Regions from separate parts of the Arachis hypogaea genome. Here region 2 is linked to region 1. Evidence: chromatin contacts called from public Hi-C data. All regions are on one chromosome and are shown on one strand. The core of a region is the stretch at or near the end of the contact, and the rest is flanking DNA. Distances in the headings are between cores, read along the strand shown. Region 1 holds the start of LOC112703149. Region 2 holds the start of LOC112703150 (chlorophyllide a oxygenase, chloroplastic).

Region 1 (2,793 bases), core at 70-2,569:
AACATGCTTCTTTTCTTAATAAATCAAATCCAAGGCATAATCCTTTTTATTAATAGTTCGAACTTAAAACATAAATCTTTTCTCCATAAAGATCAAAACATACTCTTTTCTCAATAAACCAACAAAACCCATTCCAAATATCCCAAATCATTTTAAATGCCGATTCATTTTTAATATCAAATTAATCCCGAACCAAGAAAATTATTTTACAAAGTATTTAATCAAACTAACTTTCCCACTCAATATTCAGAAACAATCACAATTCAATCATCATCATAATAACTTTAAACCAAATACAAAACCTAACTAAACATCTTCAATCAATCAATAAACCATTCAAACTAGCATTTACATTTATTCAAGAAAACTCGGTTTAATTCATAAAACTTACGAAATCATAAAAATATATTTTTCAAATTAATATCAACTTAAAACAATTCTTGATAATAAATTAAGTTTAGGAAATCGCCCTATCTCGATTGTCGAAATCCAAAAGCTATGAAACGCGTCAAAAATCTCTTTTTCCTTCTGACCCGCAGCAGCGGCAGCTTCAATCACAACATGCAATGACCGAAACTCGACCCTAAGTTGCCAATATCTCAAAATCCCTAACGGATTATTACAAAACATTAATTTCAAGGGGTTTCGGAAACGAACGCTTACCAAGAAGACAGCTAGCGGTAGTTACCAGCGGCGCAGCTTCCAACAGCAGCGGCAGCGACAGCGAAGGCAAAGCACAGCGGCAATTCCAGTTCTTCCTCTTTGCGTTCTCTCCCACGAGATCTCTCTCTTTCCTCATATCTCACTTGCTCTCTTTCTCCACTAGCTCTCTCTTCCTCTAGCGACCTCCACCACCACTGCAGACCCAACTGTGGCAGCGGTTCAGCGACGGCCCAGCAACAACAACTATAAATCCCTTGCAGCTCCACGGACGGCGACACAGTCAATGGCAGGGACGAGCTCCATGATCACGTCGTCTCCCTCTCGGCCTTCCTCCCTCGCGCAGATCCTCTGTCTTTTCTACAACAGTTAGACGGTAACTTCAACGAATGGCGGCGACGGCTTTGCATTGAACGGCGAGAGCTCTTTCTCGCAAGCACTCTCTCTGTAGCTCGACGGCAATGGCTACGCAGCCCATGGCAGCGCCTCCTCACTGCAGCGGCGTCGACCGCGGTGGCAAGACTCACGGCGCCAACACGGTCTTCCTCCATTTCTCCCTTCTCCCACGGCTCTGGTTCTCTCTCTCTCTGTTGTTGGGTGTGTGTATGTGTATTCTTTGGAAGAAAGGAGGGAGGTATGGCGGCTGAAGAGAAGAAAATATTAGGGTTGGAGATTTTTGGGGATATTTAATAAATTAGGGTTTTTTTTGGGACAACTAATAATATAATTAGGGTATAAATTTTTAATTGAGAATTTTTTTTCTTTCAATAAAATTATCTTTAAAAGAAAATACTATTTATTTATAAGTTTACAAATTTTTTTCAAATAATTACTTTAACTCAAGAATTAGAGATAATAAAAATCAATTTCCTTTAAGATTATAAGATAAAGTTAAAAATTTAATTATTCAACTTAAAACATATAAAATTCTTATATTATTCAATTACTTAAACTTTAAATTATAAATAAAAAATTAATTTTTATATAAAATCTCTTAAAATATAATTTTAATTAAATATAATAAATCATAAATAATTTATTATTTAATTTTTAAAAATCTGGCATCTTATAAGTGGCATTATCTATTGGGACTTTCACTTAATGATTTTAGAGAACTAACCTCTCTCATTAAAAATATGTGATGACATGATAATTAACCAACCTTTACACCAAAACTACTGTCACCTAATCATCTTAGAAGGCAATGACGAGAGTCTTTAATCATGGGAGAACACCTCTATGAAAGAAACCATCTACCAAGAGTATAGCAAACCACATTGAAAAAGCCCTAGTCACTACAAAAATTACTCAAATTCCTAGTAGATAACCGATGGAGCTTCTTAGTCAAGAAAAAGAGGTAGAGACATGAATTTTCACTAGTGCTGATATGGAGATCCCAAATAGGTTTTGTAACCCTACTGATATGGATGTTTACGATGGAACTATTGACATGCAACATCTCCTAGAAGCCTTCAAAAGATAAATGGTCCTCGAAGGGGTCTTAGATATCCTTTAATACAAAGCCTTTTCAATATGCCAAATGCACCGTAAATCAAATTTAAATTGAAAAAAGTTCATTAAACCTCTTAAAATGAAAAAGAGTTTAAACTCGAGTTGTATTCCAAAAAATACACAACAAGATTCACAATGAACTTTGAGGTTTTGTTTGTGAGAATGAGAATTGAGATTAAAGGAATAATGACCAAAATAGGTAAACGAAAAGTGATTGAAGAAATCTAAATCAATAGAATAAAAAAGTCTTGGCTTAGAAGTGATTCGTAGGGTTATTATCCTTGTCTCCTAAGTTTTGTTAGTGAAAAAGATATAAAATTGTTCCAATAAGTCAACTATCAAGTCAACTATCAATAGCATAAAAAGTCTCTTAGAGTTTATTAACTAAATTAATAAGTCAACCATCAATAGGTTATATGTAATGTGATCCTATCACATTAATGTAAAATGGTTACAGAGTCAAGAAGATTATCGTCATGCATTCGAAGGCAAATAAGAAGAATAATTGATGACATATGAAGATAAAACACAATCATAATCTATTAAAAAAATTATATTATATACAATGCTACAAAGACTTAGATCACAATAATTCAAGATAGCACTACACTATGAAGTATG
Region 2 (2,700 bases), core at 13-2,512, 250 kb before region 1:
TCATGTTTTTGGTGAGGATGAATAGGGGATTTAATCTAGTTCTAAAGTATATAGAATAATATAAGTGAACTACTGGAACCTTTTCATGGAGGAGCATGATGGTAAGCACATCTTGCCGAGCTCGCCAATCACAGTACTGAAGATCATATCTTGCCACTTCTAAGGCTTGATATACATCCAAAAACTTTCCTTTATAATGTGGGACTTTTGATCTCGGATCCTCCACGTCAAAGATTGCACTCCATGCATTCTTCTTTTCTACTTCTCCGAATACAGCAAGCACGCTGAATTTACCTTTCAAACCCTGAAAATTTTATATACCAACTGAAATTTAAGCTACTTATTATTCCCTCAGCTACAAATAAGAGGCCGTAAATTGTAGCATTTACAGAGAAGAAACTTTCTATAGCTCATACACAGCAGCAAAATGAGCTTCTACAGAGGTATAACATTTATTTTTTATTTGTTATCTTTTTAGTGCCCATAATGGCACTGATTAAGGAACCATAAGAAAAAAAATTGCATTGAAAATAGTAAAAGTACTTGAAATCTTTCTATTTCTGGATTCCTCAACAAATTCTTCGCCAAAGCTATCAGAAAATTGTAATCAATGGCAAATACAGGGAAAACGACAAGTACAGCATGCTAATTTTTTTTTTTTGAAATTTCCTTTTTACATAACAGCAATAAAGATTGAAATAATGCATATACCACACATACCTCTCGCCAATATCGCATGCCAAAAATTAAAATAAAACAAAAAACTAACATGAATCTTTGTGTAGTTTAGTCTCCCCCAACAAGTTTCCCTCTACTTGTCTAGTATGCAACCTTCTAAAATTAACTTCACCTCGTTTAAGATTTTAAAGACTAGTTTCATTTTCAAGAACAAGCACCAAAAAAGTACAAAGCCAGTAGCAAAACAAAAGAAAAAATTCAAATTCAAAATCAAATTACAAAAAATAAAATAAAATAAAGCATACCTTTTTGCTGTCAAGTTTGGCTGTTCTACAGAAGATTGGCAGAGTGAGAGCTGAAGCAGTTGCTATGGCGTTCATGGCGGTGCAAGGTTTAGAAAACAGAAAGAGAGAGAAAGAAAGAGAAGGAGAAAACGAAAGGAAACATTAATGACCGAGATTCAACTTTGAGCTAGGATTTTGTTTTGTTGATAAGAGGTTGGTGTTTCGCGCGATCTCAGTTTGCCTCCCTCGGTGCGCCACGTGGCAGTGCGTTTCCACATTGGTTTCTATTTGGCAGCAGCTACGTCCACACAGCTGTTTGGGGTTCTCATAGTATCTTGAAAATGTGGGTCCATCACACGTTGCCAGCTCGGATTGGGAAGATATCTTCTCTATCCTCTCGGCGCTCAGTCTATTGTCCCTTTATCTCTGAATTTTTTATTTTTTTCAATTTTTCTTTTCCTTAAAAAGCTTTTATATAAACTTCATTTTAATTCCTCTAAAGATTGGGTTTATGACAAAAATGGTTTTCAAAGATTGTATTGAGATCGTAGCGTAATTTTGTCTGAATTTTTAACGGTTATAATTTTATTTTATTTAGCACTAAATTTTTTAATGAAAAAATAACAATTTATATGAAAGTTGGTGCAATATATATGACAATATATTATGTACAAAAATATTGTTTATACTACAAAATTAGCTAACATTTATTATTATAAAAAACTAATGTATGAACCGTACCCAATACGAAAAAATTTATAAAAATAAAAAATATATTTTTCAATATTTTAAAAAAATACACAAAACAATTACTATTTTAAAAAATTTATAAAATTATTATCAAAATTAAAGTTTAACTTAAAAATATTGAGTAATTATCATTTTATATTTTTTTTAAGTGAAATAATTATATATTTTTCTCAATACATAATTTAAAATAAAATTAAAATATTTACATTATAATCTATTTTTTTAAAGAATTTTTTATAAACAATATTGATGGTTGAATTTGCTACATTTCTATGTGATTCATAAGTAAAACTTTTAAATATCTCTTACTCTTAACTCTTGAAAGTGCTACATATAGTTGGTCATGTGTAAAAATTGGTTTGGACAAGTACAATCCAACATCAGATAAAGTTTATCCCTAAGACTTATTAATTGTCATAGCAAACGATACTATTTATGGGGAATTGTCTTCGTTGAAATCTAATTGGGACAGTTTCATTTGTTGGTACCATATTCATTCTTGGAATCAAATCAATATGACCAATGTTATTACCCGTTAAGACTTCACATTCTATGACATGATTTCCAAGCTTCCTAACTTGTAACCTTGTGCCATTACAAACACCACTGGATTGGTCAATATTTCTCATAAACATGCCGGAACACCAACCATGAGTATTAATTTATGTAAAGGAAAACCAGAACAATTTATGCTATTCAGTAATTCAGGACCATAGAGATCTAGTTGATTCTCCATATTCCCTTTATCCATACATATTAAATCCGAACTAAGATATAATTTTTCCCCTCCAAGAATGATAGCCATTAGATGGTTGTTGACCTTTTCAACGATGTCAAGCGTCGGAACTAGTATAGTTCTTGCTTTGAAAAAATCATTTGAAGACATGTTTTCTAAAATATTTGGATAAGAAAAATGAACCGACTCATCAAATGTTTGGTCCGAAGAAGGAATAACAATATCTTCTGGAAGACATATCTCAGTTTCACC

The links. A called contact is a pair of places that touch in the nucleus more often than the background predicts.
Region 2: a contact with region 1 is called in a Hi-C map of an unstated tissue, with 3 times the contacts expected there. The contact joins the promoter of LOC112703150 here to the promoter of LOC112703149 in region 1. A contact is called at or near these places in 2 of 8 Hi-C or Micro-C datasets (leaf and an unstated tissue).

Annotation. Positions count from the first base shown.
Region 1 is chr7:56,262,568-56,265,360 of arahy.Tifrunner.gnm2.J5K5, reverse strand. It overlaps LOC112703149, which reads right to left and starts at 1,319. Exons shown (of 4, transcript XM_025754478.3): 1 at 664-1,319. The coding sequence starts at 799.
Region 2 is chr7:56,513,921-56,516,620 of arahy.Tifrunner.gnm2.J5K5, reverse strand. It overlaps LOC112703150 (chlorophyllide a oxygenase, chloroplastic), which reads right to left and starts at 1,262. Exons shown (of 9, transcript XM_025754479.3): 1 at 984-1,262; 2 at 80-304. The coding sequence starts at 1,058. It overlaps LOC140174371, which reads right to left. Exons shown (of 1, transcript XM_072198816.1): 1 at 2,338-2,700. The coding sequence ends at 2,338.